Regions from separate parts of the Mus musculus genome. Here region 1 is linked to region 2. Evidence: chromatin contacts called from public HiChIP or PLAC-seq data. All regions are on one chromosome and are shown on one strand. Each heading gives the region's core, a stretch centred on a gene start, on an enhancer-like site or on the middle of the called end of the contact. The rest is flanking DNA. Distances are from core to core; before and after follow the strand shown.

Evidence for each region. HiChIP or PLAC-seq counts read pairs in DNA pulled down with a chosen protein or histone mark.
Region 1: a contact with region 2 is called in an H3K4me3 HiChIP or PLAC-seq map of bone marrow-derived macrophages, with 3 times the contacts expected there. The contact joins the enhancer-like site here to the promoter of Rnf215 in region 2. A contact is called at or near these places in 11 of 39 promoter capture datasets (3T3-L1-derived adipocytes, the C10 cell line, the HPC-7 cell line and 6 more), 1 of 15 datasets of contacts at CTCF or cohesin (large pre-B cells), 2 of 115 datasets of contacts at active chromatin or transcription factors (bone marrow-derived macrophages and stem cell-derived neural progenitor cells) and 2 of 9 other capture datasets (embryonic stem cells and liver).

Annotation. Positions count from the first base shown.
Region 1 is chr11:4,398,912-4,402,027 of GRCm38.p6, forward strand. The region is part of intron 10 of Hormad2 (HORMA domain containing 2); the gene reads right to left. Among named protein-coding and RNA genes, the nearest start is that of Hormad2, 41 kb to the right of the region's middle. Within about 2 kb of position 1,815, at least 30 of the 459 cell types and tissues checked have an H3K27ac peak or open chromatin away from gene starts, as enhancers often do. A contact at or near this core is called in the HPC-7 cell line and bone marrow-derived macrophages, where this site is marked.
Region 2 is chr11:4,133,355-4,136,527 of GRCm38.p6, forward strand. Rnf215 (ring finger protein 215) reads left to right here and starts at 1,806. Exons shown (of 9, transcript NM_027859.3): 1 at 1,806-2,209; 2 at 2,460-2,603. The coding sequence starts at 1,919.

The sequences.
Region 1 (3,116 bases), core at 565-3,064, 270 kb after region 2:
CCTCATATCTAATGAAAATGGCCAGAGTGCTGATCATTCCAACAATTCAAATACAATGCCTGTTCTTCTCCGTTGCTTGGCAACTGGATATCCTATAGCGAGCATTGTTCCTGTTTTGTAGCCCCCTTTCTCTATCTAGTTAAAAAGACTGCCTGAAAATTAGGTCTCTACATCTCAATTTTATTTCTGATCACCAATACTATAAATACACACATTAAGGAAAAGGGGGGACGGAAAGAGATGGCTTAGTGGTTAAAAGGTGTTCTTTCAGAGGACCTAGTTTGGTTCCTAACACTCACATAGTGCCTCACAGCTGTCTGTAAATCCAGTACCAGGAGATCGGATGCACTCTGATGGTCTCTGCATGCATTTCATGTATGTGGTGCACAAATGTACATGCAGACAAAATACTTACATATACAAAATAAAAATAGATAAATCTTTAAAAAGAAAAAGAAAAAATGAGTTGGGACATGAATGATAAGGTGTATGTTTAACATACATAAGATCCTGGGTTAAATCAATCCACAGAAGCAAAAGGAAAAAAAAAAAAGGAATGGCTGAAAACTGAGGTAGCAGGATCTTCAGGTCAAGGCCAGCCTGGACACACAGTGAGTTACTTCCAGGCAAGCCTGGGTTATACCCAAAATCTCAGCTTAACCTTCTACCTTAACAAACTGAGGAAAAGGCTGAGCATGCTGGGACACACCTTTAGTTCCAGCAACTTGGAGGCAGAGGCAGAAAGATCCTGTAATTTGAGAATAGTCTAACCTACATAGTGAGTTCCAGGGTAGACAGAGCTATATGGTGAGACCATAAAAATAGGAAAACTTTCTGTCATTCACATCGTCTCTAATATTCTCATAACATATACTTGCTGTGTCTTCAGTTAGTTCTCAGAGCAAAAACTACATCTTCTGTATCGTTTTCCTCACAGCAAGGCATCTTTTTTTGTTTGTTTTTGTTTTGTGTTTTGTGAGACAAGATCTTTCCACATGAATCTAGCTGTCCTGGAACCCACTATGTAGACCAGGCTAGTTTTGACCTCACAGATCCACCTAACTATGGCTTCCAAGTTCTGGGATTAAAGGCATGAGCCACCATTGTCTGGCCAAGACACCATTATTTTTTGGTTTTTGTTTGTTTGTTTTCAAGGTACCAGTCTTAATACAGCCCAGTAAATCTGAGCATGAAAGAGATCTCAGAGATCAATTTAGCTCAGCCAACTCCCTGAATCGTTGGTTTTTGTAATATCCTAAAGACAGTCATCTATACTCTATCTTGAACAAAAGCATATGTGCGCATGTATTTTATATGTATATATAATATGTACATATTATATATGTCTATGTATGCATGTAATAGATGTAACCAGAGCTGGTGATGGGGAGCTACCCCTTTTTATCAAGTAGCTATCATTATCAAAAATGCCATCCTTAGGAGGTGGAAAAACTGGAAGTTTCTGAATATTATCATATATTGATAATATTCATCCAAACTCTATACAAATTTCAAAAATATGTATATTTCACTCCTGCTACTGTTAATCCAATAGAAGGTAAGGAAAGGAGGTGTCACACTTGCAAGGTATTTATTGTAATGCTATTTATAATAGCATTATCAGAAATTAGCCTACACATTAGTCAGCTCTTTGTCACTAAGAAATAGTTGATTTATAGCTTTGGAGTTCCTGACTGACTGGCCCACTGCTTTGGGCCTGTGACAAGACAGGACACCATAGTGGGAGTATGTGTCAGGACAAACTGCTGACTTTATCACCAGGAAGCAAAAGGGAGAAGGAAGAAGCTAATTTTCAAAGACATGCTTCCTGGCTACCAGGCCTCTTACTAGGTTCCACTTCCTAAAAGGCTTCATCTGTCCTCAATAGTGCAAGCCTGGGAACCAAGCCATTAAATGTAAAGTACTGGGGAATGCTCAACATTCACGTATGACAACCGAAATATTTAAAAATAGAGAAATGATATGAACCTAAATGAACCAAAAAGTCATTGAACTTTACATATAAAGGCTAGGTAGGACATATTTACAAAATTATTGCTAAATAAAAATGAAATTATATATACCATTATTGAAATAATATACAAATAAATATATCCATTGAAAAATACTGAAAAGAATGGGGCATACAAAGTTAAAATTTGTATTGATAAGATATAAGGACAGTTGAAAGATCTGAATTTTCAATTACTTTAATGTTGTTAATTGTATTGTTTTAAAAAGCTCTTTCAGGCTGTAGCTATAGTCAGTAATAGAACACAAGCCTAGCATGCACAAGGCCTGGTTCCATTCTTACCACCGAAAGCAGCCAAAGAGCTTTATCACATTACCCTCTTCCCTACCTCTGCTCTGCTCACAACTGCTATTTTCATACACTGCATCTTTATGCCTCTTGAAATTACACAAACAATACTATTTGAAGTATTTGAGAATGATAAATACCTTCATTCCTGGCACTCTGAAAGACAGACTGAATGTTAGAGAGACCCAGTCAGGAACTGTAGCTGTTACTCACCAAGAAAGCCTCACGGCCTGAGTCAGCATGGTCGGATAGGGCCGGGCTTGAGAAGTATTTCAAAACAGAGCGGACTGAAACACGATCCAAAAGGATGTGAGGAGTAAGGAGAGGATGGAGGTTAAACATCTTGGTTGTTTGGAAGAGTGGCAGTGCCTAGTGCCACAGATAGTAAGCCTGAGAGGAAAATGATTGAAATTCCATTTAGAGAGTAAAATGAGGGACCTATAGGGAATACAAGTCTGTGCATTGATAGAGACTTGTAGGTACTGTGGTGGTGTGAATGAGAATGGCCTCCATAGGGTCATATACTTGAATGCTTAGTCAGCACGGACTAGCACTATTTGAAAAGAATTAGACCAATAAGTAGGCGTGGCTTTGTTGGAGGAAGTGTCTTTGGGCTTTGAGGTTTCAAAAGCCCATGCCAAGTCTAAAGTCTTCTCACCTACAGATCAGGATGTAGCTAGCTCTTAGCTACTGTTCCAGTGCCTGACTGCAAGCCACCATACTCCCATCAAGATGGACTAAACCTCTGAAACTGTAAGCAAGTCCCCATTTAAATGCTTTCTTTTTACAAGAGTTG
Region 2 (3,173 bases), core at 556-3,055:
CATGGCACATGTGTGGAAATGTACGTCAAAATATGGATGTGAGTGGGGGAATGTCAAGTCATGGGTGAAGGCCAAAGGACACTGCAGGAGTTGGCTCTCTTCTTCTGTCATATGAGTCCCAGGGATAAAACACAGGCCCTCAGGTCACCAGGCTTTACCCACTGAGACATCCTACCAACCCTATTTTCTATGTAAGAACTTTTTTCATTTTTATTTTATTCTATGAGTGTTGGCCTGCTGCACAGGCATGAAGTGTACCATACACATGCAGTAGCCTACAATGGCCAGAAGAGGGCGACAGATCCTCTGAGACTCTCAAGCAATTGTGAACTCGCAGTCCATGTGGGTGCTGGGAATTAAACCCAGATCTTCTGAAAGAGCAGCCAGTGCTCTAATTACTGATCCATCTCTCCAGTTGCTACACACGTCATTTAACATCTTTTTTTTTTTTTAAAGAGGGTCTCACTGTATAATAGGCTGGTCTCAAACTCCTGCTTTACCCTCCCAAGTGCTGGGATTACAGGCATGCCCATCATAATGTAGTTTTTCTGTCATTAAAAACAAACAAGCCGGGTGTGGTGGCGCACACCTTTAATCCCAGCACTTGGGGGGCAGAGGCAGGAAAATTTCTGAGTCGGAGGTCAGCCTGGTCTACAAAGTGAGCTCCAGGACAGCCAGGGCTACACAGAGAAACTCTGTCTTGAAAAAACAAAAAAACAAAAACAAAAACAAACAAACAAAAAAAACAAGACCAAAAAAACAAACAAACAGCTCTCAAGCACTTGAAATCATCAAAATCGTGTTCTCTATTAAAATGTTAAAGTTGTATTTGAGTCTTTAATTCACATGGTTTTCCTTATGCACGGTGCAGTAGGGGTCCAATTTCACGTCTTTTCCCGGTGGTACCTAACTTTGTTGTGATTTAGCAAAGAGCAAGCCATAGCACCTCCTCCCAGGTCCCCAAGTGCAATACCTCCTCTGACAACCAATTTTACATATGTGCTGACTGATTTTATGTCAATTCCCTGTTTGCAGGCCAGCCGAGCTTCTTCTCTACATCTCTGTCTCCTTCTGGGAATATTTTAGTCATTGCATCCTGGTGGCTAACCAGGTTTCTATTTTCTGTAGATTTTAATATTTTATTACAAAGTGGGAGGGGGTGTTGCAGCTCATTAGCTCTTTGCCCTTTTATCAGGGTACAATTTGTAAAAGGCTCAGGTTTCAGATTGAGCCAGCTACCAGCAACCACAAACCTCTGGGCTGAAGGACAAATTTTCGGACAAAAGCGGAACCTTCTCATTCCAGTAAGCACTGGCGATCATGTTAGAAGCAAGGCAGTGCAGGTTTAGATCAAGTCCATTTTACAGGCGAGGACAGCCCAGTGCTCCGTGCCACTATGGCTCTGCCTGGTTTGTACAGCTTCGTGTGCCCAGCCCTCCTCCCTGCTCCTTTAAAACCATGGCCTCAGTCTCCCCATCTGCTTTCTGTGATTCTCTGCAGCCTGCTCGCTGATCCCATGAAAGAACACTGACCCAGAGGAGGATGAGACATAGCCTTGACAACACCGTAGGTCAATCAGCCCAGACCCTTATACCTCCCTCGCCCCTACATTTCTCCAATCCTGAGACAACCGCACCTATCTCCACTGACAGACAACTTGGTGAGCTCTCCAAGGCTCTAAGGTATTTGCTCCATCGCAGCTCCTCAGGCCTCCTACATTAGGTTTCTCAGGAGCCACCAGGAGGCGCTCTCGCTGTCAAGCACCAACTCAGCCCCCCCCTCCCCGCACCGCCCCCTCCGGCTGCGGCCCCGCCCCTCCCGGTGCCGAGCCCCGCCCTGTCCGGCGCGGCCTGGCTCACTCTGTTCTCCCGGTCCCCGGGACCTTAGACTACGGCCTCGCCACCTCTCCGGTCGGATCATGGGCTCTGCCGATCGCCCCGCGCTGAGGTCGCCTTCGTTGCCGCCCCCTCCCCCATCGCCGCCGTCGCCGCTGCTGCTACTGCTGCCTCTGCTGCCTTTGTGGCTGGGCCTGATGGGCCCGGGAGCGGCGGCGGACGGCAGCGAGCCGGCGACCGGGGAGGGACGGGGCGGAGCCCGCTCAGTGCGAGTGGATGTGAAACTGCCGCGGCAGGACGCCTTGGTTTTGGAGGGCGTCAGAATCGGTCCGGAAGACGGTCCGGAACCTCTGCTGGGTGGCCGCCTGCTGCTGGTGAGCTCAGCCCCGCCTAAACTTGCCATGACCCTCGGATAGACCCCGCTGTCTTCATCCAGAAGCTAGCCCTTGACAGCCCAGAATGCTACTACTTCCCAGCCTTCAGGAGTTGGCAAACCTGACAGCCACATGCCCCTTCCACACTCATTCCCGTACCCGTACCCTGACCTTGCGTGCTTTGTGGCAGACCCGGGCTGCCTCTTCTATTCCCCTTGCCTCCTTCTTTTCATGGCTCCTCGTTACACAGATGGATGTCGTGGATGCTGAGCAAGAGATACCCGTAGATGGCTGGATTGCAGTGGCATATGTGGGCAAAGAGCAGGTCGCCCAGTTCCACCAAGAGAATCAAGGCAGTAGCCAGAAGGCATATCCCAAGGCTCTGGTCCAGCAGGTGCAAAGGGTGTTTGAGGGAAGGGGAGAAAGAAAATGCATTCGAAACATCTGCTAGAGCCAGGCTAACAGGTGGCCTATGAGGAGCCTTTCCAGAGAAGCCCTGGGCCCGAGTGGGTCAGCAAACACCAGTATGGAGCATCAAAGCAGTGTGATGGGGAGGAGGTGGAGAGACTTGCTGGGGAAAGTGGACCTGCTCTGGTGATAGGAGCTGGCAAGGGTGGAGAGCTGCTTTGCTAGGACTAGGGCCAATGAAAAGAATTTTGGATCCTACAGAATGAAAGGAGCATAAGTTTCTCACACACATGATAATGTACAAATTTCTTAAAATCAAGAATATTCTTTATGTAACTATGGTGTAGGAAAGTTAGCATCTATAAAATGTTGTGATCTATGTTCCATAACTAAATATTGCCTTAGTCCACAACCATCGTGTGTTGCCTTTGGCTGTCATTATCTCTTCGGCCTCCAAAACCATCCCTTAGCTTTGGCTTGACTTCAGGGAGCTTATAGCTAGTCTATCCAGATGTCGGGCTCCTGAGAGCTGGGGCCGTGGGTAAGGCAGGTGTGT